Linked DNA regions of Zea mays: region 1 is linked to region 2. A link is a contact called in public Hi-C data. All regions are on one chromosome and are shown on one strand. The core of a region is the stretch at or near the end of the contact, and the rest is flanking DNA. Distances in the headings are between cores, read along the strand shown. Region 1 holds the start of LOC103642918 (sulfite oxidase). Region 2 holds the start of LOC100191860 (Uridine kinase-like protein 2 chloroplastic).

What was found. A called contact is a pair of places that touch in the nucleus more often than the background predicts.
Region 1: a contact with region 2 is called in a Hi-C map of bundle sheath, with 2.3 times the contacts expected there. The contact joins the promoter of LOC103642918 here to the promoter of LOC100191860 in region 2. A contact is called at or near these places in 5 of 25 Hi-C or Micro-C datasets (bundle sheath, ear, leaf and 2 more).

Annotation. Positions count from the first base shown.
Region 1 is chr1:198,203,524-198,209,311 of Zm-B73-REFERENCE-NAM-5.0, reverse strand. It overlaps LOC103642918 (sulfite oxidase), which reads right to left and starts at 4,130. Exons shown (of 12, transcript NM_001353338.1): 1 at 3,905-4,130; 2 at 3,267-3,382; 3 at 3,114-3,176; 4 at 2,984-3,020; 5 at 2,803-2,884; 6 at 2,333-2,451; 7 at 2,150-2,245; 8 at 1,844-1,954; 9 at 1,665-1,766; 10 at 1,518-1,565; 11 at 1,191-1,406; 12 at 747-1,112. The coding sequence starts at 3,979. The coding sequence ends at 984. LOC100192695 reads left to right here. Exons shown (of 4, transcript NM_001137898.1): 3 at 25-162; 4 at 290-634. The coding sequence ends at 325. It also overlaps the pseudogene LOC103645171.
Region 2 is chr1:197,935,691-197,942,184 of Zm-B73-REFERENCE-NAM-5.0, reverse strand. LOC100191860 (Uridine kinase-like protein 2 chloroplastic) reads right to left here and starts at 3,044. Exons shown (of 14, transcript NM_001137284.2): 1 at 2,772-3,044; 2 at 2,554-2,645; 3 at 348-417; 4 at 138-256. The coding sequence starts at 2,958.

The DNA.
Region 1 (5,788 bases), core at 2,881-5,380, 270 kb before region 2:
GCTAAACTGCTGTTGTCGCTGCAGCTTCAGAACGGTGCAGCACCTGTTAAGGGTTCTCTAGAATCAGGACAGAAAGAAGTGAAGAAGTCTCCGTTAGCTAAGGATTCTTTGGACAAAATGCTGAAGGACTTGTTCTCAACCAGGGACCAAATGGCAACTGATGTAAGTGCACATGTGTTTGCTGTACACGGGGTCCTCGGCAGGTTCATTTCCTGCTTATTATGCAGTTCTTATTTTGCAGTACTTGTTCTAACTTTGAGATGTTTTTATCCCATTATTACCTTTGCAGGGCAGGAACACCGGTCACGAACTCACGATGGGGTAGCTGGCAGCACTTAGGGCCTGTATGGCTAATCCATTGCTCATCAGTAATTTGGCATATCAATGCTTCGTTGTTTTCCTTCGATCTAGATCACTGACACCCACGTCGCACGGCAGCTGCATTCCGTTGTTGTTAGCGAGAATGTTAATGCTAACTACTTCCTCCGTTCTTTTTTATTTATCGTGGTTTAGTTTATTTTTATTTGTTGCGGTTTAGTTCATTCAAAAATGAACTAGAGAGCTACAAATATTTGAACCGAGGTAGTATATCATTGCCTACTGAAATTGCCATTCCCACGGCTGAAGGGGATATATATGTTCACATCTTTCTTTCTCTTTTATTGGTATTTCTCAGCTGCGATATGAAGCGCACCTCTTCCCAGAGCTGCCATTTGCCCAAAGAACAGTTCTATGCTGCGATAGTATTTTCAAACGCAGAATGCAATGGATATTTCTCGATATCAAACCTGACCAACCAAAAAAAAACCGCAGCAGCTGACATTTACACAGAAACCAAGTGAGCTCAAATCCCATAATGACACAGCCACAACACTCGTACAACCTTACTCCACAGACGCATAAAGTTGAAGTGACTAATTATTATTCAGGGACAATGGTAAAGTGAGTGTGCTTTCTCCAAGTGGTCAGCTGCGTACTTAATTTCACAGCTTAGATCTTTCAACGCACGAAGATCTCTGGATTTTGATCCGATGCCAAGACGTGTTGAGGATTCCCCTCAGATTCCATATGTCTTCTACCTTCTCGGGCTGAACGTTTGCAGCTGAGTCCACCTGTACCCACACAAGATGTATTTCTCACAAACTGTTCTAAGTTGAGTGAAATAGTGTGTCAAGATAGACTTCACTTACCGCCTTAACTACGATCTCAGGATTCGCTGGTACGTCTAATGTGGCCTCAAAGAGAACCCAAGCCCACTTATCACTTTGAGGTCCATCTGACACATACGCCACATTGTCTTTCTGGTATCTACGAGCCTCGACCCAGGTCTTACCCCCATCAGCTGATACATCCACTCTCTCAATGCCACGGCCACCACCTGAAAGTGCATATCCAGCAATCCTAGCCTGCAGCGAGCAAAGCATAGCGGTGTGTGAAGAAAAATTCTTTGAAATCTGCCCATGGTACTCGCACAGGATTCAGTCTCAGAGTATGTGTTGTTATGGAAACATACTGACCTGTCCTTCCTTGATAACATCTACATCTTCCAGTGTACAGATAGCAGACTAGACGATCAAAGTAAGCGAACATAGTAAGTTCTTCAGAAACCTAGCAGCACATATCAGCAATGACGAACCACTGATGCATGCACGCAGCATACCTACCTGCACAGGGAAATCCATCTGTGGCCTTCTAGTTGACCAGTTAATGTTGTCCCAGTCCACGGTTGGCGGAAACATTTTGTAATCTTTTTGCATAAAAAACCCCTGGTTAAGAATAGCAGTCAGTTTTGAACACAGAAAATAAAGACGATAAAGGCATTGTATCCGTAGTTTCGGAAAACCTGGCATTCCTCCTCTTTTACGTTGATACTGTCCAGCCATTTTACAGAGCGTGCACCAATAACTCCAGGTACAACAACCCGGAGCGGGTATCCGTGGTCTCGGTTGAGTACCTACACATGGTAGTTTATAGCACGAAAATTAAAAATAAATCCAGATTAAATGAATACTGAAAAGGCAAACAGGTAGCTGAATGGCACAACAGCATTAATAAAGAAACTACTGTTTTGAAGAATAACTTAAACATAATATCGAGACTGTTTGAAGTTGAATTTCAGTTATGCAAAGAAAAGTTATCTTCTGTCCACCTCTCCATTCATTTCATATGCAAGTAATACATCGGCATCAGGATTTGTTGCCTGATTTAATGGAATAGATGCCGTATAAGGACCACCTTTTTCCTCCTGACACAGTGACACAAACAATAAGACACTAGCAGGGAGGCTTTGCCATAAAAGTGATTGCCAGTCAATAAGGATCAGCACACTCACTTTACACTTGTCAACGCTAACAAACTCAACGTGTTTCCCTCCTAGAGACGTGACTGAACTGAGTTTTGGTATTCCAACTAGCTCAAGGACATCAGATAGTTTGGCACCTCCCCAAGTTGCTGGAACCATACAAAACATCAGTAGATATACTATTGTTAGGAATCATTTTAGTCAAGAAGCAAATGCAAAGTGCTAGTATCTAGAATTAAAAAAATTATGAGGGCAATCAGAAGACAGAATTTTTCAGTGTTGCATATGATCCGGTAGCACATGTGTTATTAATTAGTTGATATGAGAGTTCATGAGGTTCACCCAAACTGCTAGTTTGATACTAGAGTAATCAGTAAGGGCTTATTCCTAGTCTAGAACTCATAAGATTTCACATAATCACAGGTGTTACTACCCTTGAGCATTAACACGAGCATACCACTAATGGGTTCACCAAAGGCAGTTCTGGACTCGTCACTTACCAGTTCCAAGAGCAGATATGTCCCACCCAACACCTCTCACTTTCCGTACGTTACTCATCGCAGTCCTCCTGTTTCCTGCACACTGTAAATGACAGGATCGTAATGTTATACACCTAGGTTATTAGCCATACTAACATATATGTGTCACAGAATGATTAGTTGGGCAATCATATATATGAACCTGTAAAGTTGCTGTGACATTGTACTTTGGAAGAGACCTGAATGCAAAGTTTTGTGTCAATTATTCAATCAAGAGCAAAGAACACTCATATCACATTATTAGTCACTAGAATAAAACCATTAAACATTACCAAATGTCAGCCATCGATAGCTGAATGGACTTGTTGACGAGACCAGAAATGGAAACAGTGTATCTGTCGATCCATTCATATAAAGTGTCAGTGTTTGGTAAACTGTAACATATCACAATGATAAATGAGAATTCACAGCTTGTGCTGAGAAACCTTGAGAGGTCCTCGACTTTAGGGATGGGTCCATGATTCCTCTTGTAGAAGAAATCCACTGGGGTGATGTAAGATGCGACTAGCTCTGATCGGTGAGGCTCAGCATTGAATGGCTCCTGCAAACAGAATGATGCTCGCTGATTACCCCCGTTTCGGTGTCTTACTGTGTAGTTTATGAATAATTCCTACTAAAATATAAACTCATTCAGGAAAAGCTCTTGGCACTCTTACAATTATCCAGAAATAGCTTCGCAGACACACACACTGCACCATTCTGGCAACAATAGAGAACTAGTATATCCAATCCAAGTGCCGCGCACTGCGGCCGAAATTACATACCCGTTCGCCTTGTTACTAGAATGAAACTGCAGCCTATTTCCACACTGATCAGAGACTACAAAACCTCGTGCTGCATCACGCTTTGCTAATCACTGCGCAAACGGGCAGCGGAGCGCTACCCGCTGCTGCGCAGCACCAACGGCGGCGGTCTGATCAACGCGCCGGTGCCGTAGATGCCCTCGGACGCGTCCGGGCCAAGCCACAAACGAATCCGCCGATTGCCATCGACGCGAAAGCGACACCACAAGGCACCAACCCAACCCAATCACTCAAATCTCCGGGGGGGTAGTAGTGCTGACCTTGGAGTTGATCTTGAGGGCCGGGTGACGCGGCGGCTCCTCCGCGTAGTCGGACGGTGCCGTGAGCCCGGGCATCTTCGCTAGCCTCCGCGGTGCGCTCCCTGGAGGTCCGGTCCCGGCTGCTCGCTCTGCTCCGCGAAACGAAGGAGGTGAGGAGAAGAGAACGAGACGAGAGGAGACGATGACACCGAGACAGCCAACGCCGCGGCCTCGAAGTGGGCTCCCCTGGCCCCTGCTTTGTTTGGTGTGTGGTGAGTGGTGACTCGGCGACGAGGGCGAGGCCGGCGGCCCCGCCCGAGCCCCGACCTAATATTTCCGTGACATGACATGTGGGCTCCTCGACGACACTCAGAAAATATTCCTGCCTTGGATTAGAGAGGACAATGGTAACCGAAACCTAAATAACTGACGGATTTTATATAGAATAATTTCTCTATTTATGGATATTTTAATAGCCAAGAACCTCTATCCATTGGTTAGACAGGTACAGGTTGGTACTACTTATACCTGTCTATCTATAGGTAACTAGGTACGTACCCGTGCGATGCTACGAAACACAAATTGATGAGTGTATAACAGCTCAGGACCTTGACGACGGGCAACATGAGCATAATGTTGACGATAAAATTCGTGCTTAAACATAATATGGAATGATATAAATACGTAATATTATTATAAATTGAATTTATGTAGAACAAATATTATCAATATCGCATAAATTATTTCTAAAGAGTAAATATAGAATGTTTAATCATAAGCAAATGTCGACACCTTGTAAACTAATCTAATTTTTTAGAAATGTCGATAAGTCTCTGTTATTAGTGAAAACGAGATAGGGAGAATGATAGTCGTTGATACTTTATCATAGGGATGTCCTATTTATATTCACATGAAGGGACACATCCTAAGTAGTATATCAATTGGGAAAAATCTGACACACCCCTTGTATTGGTCACAATTGCAATATTTTGTAACAACGTGGAGACAGAGGCAAGCACCGTCGCGTGTGTCACAGGTACTTGTGCAGCACCGGCCCCGTCTACCACACAACCGGTCCAGATGTTCAGTCCACTCCACTCGCACGTAGGGAAAAGCAACACGGACAGAAGAGCCTCGTCGCGCGCGGCCAACTGGCCACTGCAGTTAGGATAGGCTGCTGCCTGCCTGCCTGTGCAGGCAGCTCTCTGCTCGTGACAACGGGCCACTGCAGCTAGGATAACAGAGGGAGCTGAGCAGAGCTGTGGACTGCGAAGGACAGACAGCACAGCACGGCCCGACCGCACAGGGACACAGCTAAAATTTCTCCGTGGCCCACATGCTCCGGCTCCACGCTCTCTTGGTTCAGCGGCCCGGTGTGGGATCTTCTGCCTGGCTTCCGGCGTCGAGTTCTCTCTCTGTGGCTGCCGTTCTCCCTCGTGCGAACGTACTGTGTGCTAAAGTCGAGGCTCCTGCTATAGCTTTATTCATGTAGAATCCTACGTCAATCCAGATAGGAGTTGGAAGCATAAGTGCTTTTTTAGGGGAGGGCTAGACACTGGAACTTGCTTGGTTTAGCAACTCTGCTTCGCCTGTAATGCGCCCACTTTTAAGCTTCGCGATGGGTGCAGTGCAGTGCACACACCAAGCCAAAGGGTCCGTTAACTGCACGAGTCTAGCTTATTTCTCTCTTTCTGTCAGATCATACAACTTAACAAAAGGTACTCTAGTTCACTTAAGCAAAAAATTTAGGCGGATCCAGTAACCCCAAGGGATTAGAACTTGCATCCTAGCGGTGCGAATGATCCTAGCTTCTTCTTTTTTGTTTTGTTTTTTTTTGGGTACCAGCAGCATCTGATGGAACAAAATAATGGTCGTAAACACTTCTGTCAGCTCCACGTCGGATTG
Region 2 (6,494 bases), core at 1,795-4,294:
TCACAACAGAAATAAATAACTATGATTATAAAGACAATGTACTTACAAAAAATCGTTGTAAACAAGGGTATGCAAATTAGATCATAAATAAATAATAACAAAGTTATTCTCCTCGCACCAATAGTTTATTTCACTACCTTCCTAAATTTTTCAGAGCATCGCCTGTGATTCTTAAAATCGTATATAGGAATATTCACGGACTGTCCACTTGTTAGCTTTCCCATGCACTCCAAAAGTCGATCTGTATCGAATGCATCTGCAAGGCAAAGAATGAAAACTACTTTGAGCTAAGATAAATCCCAGAAACTAAAAGAAGAGCAGATTTCACATGATTGCATATCAAGTACCAGGATGATCAAAATTATAGTCTTGCACATGCTCAGACTGTTCCTCAGTTAAACCATGGTAGAATGAATCCTGCAAAAAGTTACAGCCCAAAGTGAATTGTAATCAATTTCAAAATCATCTGAAACAGTGCTTCTATGGTTGGCACTATTTAGAGTATATACTATATATAGGTGCCTACTATAACCATAACCATCTTATAGTTTACTATCTCTTGATGCAACCATTAGTCTAATGCCAGGTATTCATCAAATTACAACTGTCAGCCTGCATCAGGATTCAACAAACAGAAAACAAAACTATAGTGCTTATTTCATTGAAAAAATAGCACGAATGAAATGCAGATGCAACGTTGACATTGTGCACCGTTTCTTAAACTGATACTTGAGCAAATCCATGTGAATCAATTATAGATAATTTATGTTGATTAAGAACACCAAGCTGCTCATAATGAAAATGAATTTCATGTAACATAGTTTTAATAAATCGACGTGTCATTTTGCTTGCATTAAAAAACTTAAAAGGTATCTCCAAGTTAACACCAAAAATAACAAGCCAAACAAACCGCACAGATCAGTTCTCTAGGCACACCAATATTTGACCTATCGCATCAGGTACTGTGCAGTTACTTCTTAGTGAGAAGTGACAAGGCACCTCAAGTTTCATGTTAGTGTTAGCATAACAAAAAAAACTATGGCCACTTTAAAACAAACAAGACCCAAAAGTTAAAAGCACCTTGCAGAATGTGTCTTACTTCACTAATTTTCTTTTTCATTTTTCTTTTTCATTGAATGATAACTGTCAGCCTGCGTCAGGATGCTTTGCAACTTGCAAACACACAGATCAGCGTTCAAAAAACAGAAAACAAAATAGTAATGCTTATTTCATCAAAAAGAGAACACAAATAGTTGAATGCAAGTGCAGCATTGTACACATGTATTGTAGACAATGATTATAGCAAATGCATGCGCATACTTGTAAACAAGTATAAGCGCCTAATGAAAATAAGATGCTCATAATAAATTTCATGTTATGACTTCTAATAAATCAATAGGTCTCATATTTGCTGGAAAAAAACTTAAAAGGTATCTCAAAGTGAACAGAAAAATAACAATTCAAGCAAACTGCACAGATAGTTGCATGCTATTTAGGATACACTCAATAGACTCAAGCAATATTTAACAGAAAATAACAAGGCACTTGTCTAGGCACACCACTTTTTGACATATTGCATCAAGTGATGTTCTGCACGGTCACTTCCTATCCCAGTGAGTAGTGACAAAGCACCTCAGTATAACGAAGATTATGGCCATTCCAAAACAAACATTATCGTCCACAAGTTAAAAGCATCTTGTAGGTCGTACACCTTGCTTTATATGTTGCGTACGACTAAAGCAACATATAATCTATCTGAGTCCCAAACCATGACCAATTTTATATAACAGAAGCAACTTATAGCATCGACAGAGTAAACCGTTCCAAGTTCCAACCAAACTAATGTTATGCTCTGAACAATCACCTTTGTAGTGGAAACGCACCTCAACCAAACTAAAGTTAAAAGAAGATTATAAGCTGTGATTGGTTTAGCGGTTTAGCGTCCAATCTTATTTTCAGCAACAAGTAATATATCCAAGGCTATTTCAGGTTATTGAGTAAGAGAAACGCAACATACAATCTAGCCGTGTAATCTACCCAAATCACCAACAAACAATCTAGCCGTGTGATCCAACTAAATCCCAACAAACAACCTAGCCGTGTATAATCTACCCAACCAAGAGCATTCAGTCACCCAACCAAGAGCATTCAGTCCTACATGGAAGTGCATCATTGATAGAATAAACAGTTTCCAAATGTAGAAACCGAACCTGCGTTTGGTCATTCATAAAAAATTTAAACAACTAGAGTTCCCCACATTATCCACACAAACGCATCGATATCGCAGTCGCAGTACAGGACCAAAGCAGAACAAGCTCAGAAGTCAGAACAAACAAACAAACCAACAAAAAAAACCATCCGAGGAGCAGGAGAACCTGTTATCTACAAAGCATCCACAAAACAAACAAACCACTAGAGTTCGCCATACCAAATCACCAATGCATCGATAGCACAGCCGCGGAACAGGTCCAAACTCCAAAGGTAGAGCAAGCTCATCCGAACACACAAAAGCAGAGAAACAGGGCCAAAACCGAGGGGCAGGAGAAGCCACACCTGGTTGACGAGCGCGACGCGGTGGTCGTGAAGCTGCTGAATGATCGCGTCGCACACCGTCGTCTTGCCCGACGCGGTGCCTCCACACACGCCTTCAGAGCCAGCAGCGAACGACACCAGAACTCAAAAACCAGACCAGCGGGAAAAATCCCGAACGAGAGAGGAAGTGGTAAGCCAATCGCCCGCCGGTCTCGGCGACTGCGAGGCAGGGCGCATACCTATGACGAAGGGCTTCCTGGTCCCGTCCTCCGCCTTGGGGAACGCGAGCCCCGGCGCGGCGACGAGCGTGCCGTTGCCGCTGGCGGAGCGGGAGGGGGAGGAGGAAGGGGAGAGGGAGAGGCGGCGCGAGTCGAGACGGAGGCCGCTGAAGTGGGGACCCACCGCGGAGCCCAACGCGTCCTCCATCGTCTCTACGGCGGCGGTTGCCGCCTCGCCGGCCACCTGGGCGATCGACTTGGAGGTTTTGACACGGGGAGGAGGTGGGGCTTTTGGGTGGGGGAGCTAGCCTGGTGGAGGAGGCCGTTGCGTGGAGGCGGTTTATATGAACCGCCGGGTCCAGCGGGGTGGCACTGTCCACGTGGTGCAGCAAGGATGGGTGCAGGGGACGCGCGAGCAGGGGGGGGGGGGAGTTGTAGAGCAGGGGAATATGAAAAGGTACATTCTCGGTTCCTAGCCTTGAAGTTGCTGGTCCATTTTGGTTTCGTCGGACCCTTTTTTGGTTTTTTCTGAGCGCCTATAACTGCTAGCATGCGAGCTTTTTCTGAGATTCGTTTTTTTTCCTTGGCATTCAATGTCGATGCAGATGAAATGCAGGACCGTGGCCATGCACTGCATATCTGCGTACTGTGCAAGGGGATTTGGGGATGTTGACCACTCGCCGCAGGACGGCAGGAGTGCATTTATGTACTAGGAAAAGGGATAGAGTTTTTTTCCCTTTTTTTGAAAAAAAATAGAGTAGGATCGCTTCAGGTACTCTCATCCCATTTGCTGGAGCAAGCGGTGTCCACTGCCCACACGCATCCCTGCGACTGACATGTGGAGCACGCCCTTAAACACGTGACAAAGAGGGGACGACAGATGCGAAAGGACCGGCCAAAATAATGCAGCACCAGATGTATAAGTGATGATGCCTTGACGATTACTACCAGTAGTATAATAATATATACCATTTTTATATTACGTTTTAGAATATTATGGTCTACAGTTTATAGAATTTTGGTCTAGACTATATGAGAAATACTCAGAAATATAGTATAGCTTTGGCTATACTGAGGTATTCAAAACAATGTTTTACAAAGTTTAACCGAACATCTTTTAGAGACATTATAGTATTCTTAAATATTATAGTATTATAAGTGTAAATAGTCATGGCTATTAGTATTTTGGTTCCTCGTTGTTCATACGCGCGCTGGTCAATGGCACAGTATAAAATTATAAATGGTGTTGCTTAGTGGGAAAGGAATCGGATGACGACTTCACGAGGGGGATATAAATAATGACTTGGGTACACTTGGCGCAAGAACGACACATGCTGCTCCAAACCCAGCAACTGCTCTCCATCGTCATCGAGGATAAGATCGAGCTAATAAAAAAACAACCAGCCCAACATTGTGCGATCGTACGCATCAATGTGGAAGGCGCTGCTGTTCTTCGATGTGTTTTTAAAATGTGCACTACTTTATACTGCTGCACGGTAGCACGACTGGATAGTTTACACCTCCTCCCCACATCATGATGGGAGGAGTAGGCGGCCGATCCGGCTTTGGTGTTGATCTGGCATGGCCTCGTGCTCGATCTCAACGCTAATTTAGAGGACCATACGTCTACTCATTGTTTTCTCTAAACGTTAGTCTCATTGACCCAGTAAATAAATCGGACAGATCTGAATATTTTTCTACGTATCCAAAAAAGATAACGCCCCGTTTGGATCATTGGAATTGAATTCCATTCTAATAATAGTAATTTAAGCATATATCAATTAAGCTAATTCGGTTTTATGCAAAATATATTTGTATACTATCATTATCAAGATGTCAGAGATATTTATGTGCTACATTTTTATTATATAGGAGTGAGACGAAGAGTGTCATGTAAGTTATAGATTAGAAACCAATTCTACTAATGAATAAAATCATTTCCCACCCTCCACCCCATGAATTTGAGATAGGCTTATATCTGAACTTTGGAAAGTGGTGGAATGTCAAATACCAAACTAAATAAGTTACTTTATTGAGTGAATTCTAATTCCTCTAAAATGAAGGGATCCAAACGCCCCGTAAGACAAATATATAGAATCTAAAGTCTTAAAAGCCGCTCTGGTTTGGAGGCCTGTCCGCATTTCACGCGCACCAGATCGGCCTCACGTGACAGTCGCGTGAGCTTCCTACGCACGTGTCTTAGCGTCTCGCCTCCCCTCCCCTATCCGTCGCTGTGTCAGCTCCCCGCGCAAGCAGCTCGCATCCGTTGCTGTGCGTGGGCGTGGCCACATGCTGCCGGCTCTCCGGGAGAGGCGCTGGCATCTGGCAGGCGGGCCCCGCATCCGCTCCAACCCGGTCGTGCTCCGCCCACGTCGGACTTCGTTCTTATCAGCAGGTTGGCTTGCCGCGGCCAGCTTCGCCTCGGAGGCGCTCTGCCGCTGATATGCTAGGCCTGGTTACGCGCGGACCCACACGCAGCTACTGCGGGAGAGGTCGTAGGCTGGTGTGTTCCCCTCGTCGAATTCGACGTCGCACGGATCCACGGCGTCTCCAGCCTTCTGCGCTGTCGCGGCATGGGCACCGAGCCTCCGACGCTGTTCTCTGGTCCGCGACAACAGGGGAAGTACCTCGTCTCACTTTATTACATGCCTCCCTCTGTGCTCTCCCTCCCCTCTTGGCATTTTTAGATCCTTACTGTCTGAGTCCTTCGCTTTGCTGCTCAGACCGTTCGTGCCCTAGATCTTGCCAAGGCCTCCTTGGGTGTGCGCGTTATCTGTTGTTTTACTCAAACCTTTGCTCTACAAAGGGGTCAACTAAATCTGTGTTACGGTTGTACTTAGTTTCTTCCTCGGTCATGTTAACTGTTATAGGCTAACCTCTTTTTCCTTTGATTTTGGTTCTTCTTCTCAAGTATCGGATCCCAGAGAGGAGCCCACCATGGGATAGATCTCATAGTGTGACTGGTTGTCTGGATGCGAGTTGGTATACTTCAAAGGGGACGTGGACCTGAGACCTTCAATAGAGATCACATTACAGCGTTTGGTATACATGCAAATTAATTTTTATTTTACCCTTTTAATTTATGGTTTCCAATTTATGATGAGACAAGTTGAATCATATTAATTCTTGATCGTACATTTTCAGAATATGAAATTACTCCACTATAAATAGGTGTCATTAAATTTTAGTTTGCATAGCTTCAATTCTTTAAAATTGGGAACCCACTTGACTCCCCTGCAAGCTTCAGTCCTTTCATTTCTTTCATTGCTTGCTGCTTGCTGCTCTTGCTATTTATAGTGTGAACAAGGCTATTTGTTGCTGCCTCATTGCCTGGTGATGCTTCTTGCTGCTTTCCCACCATGGGATAGATCTCATAGTGTGACTGGTTGTCTGGATGCGAGTTGGTATACTTCAAAGGGGACGTGGACCTGAGACCTTCAATAGAGATCACATTACAGCGTTTGGTATACATGCAAATTAATTTTCATTTTACCCTTTTAATTTATGGTTTCCAATTTATGATGAGACAAGTTGAATCATATTAATTCTTGATCGTACATTTTCAGAATATGAAATTACTCCACTATAAATAGGTGTCATTAAATTTTAGTTTGCATAGCTTCAATTCTTTAAAATTAGGAACCCACTTGACTCCCCTGCAAGCTTCAGTCCTTTCATTTCTTTCATTGCTTGCTGCTTGCTGCTCTTGCTATTTATAGTGTGAACAAGGCTATTTGTTGCTGC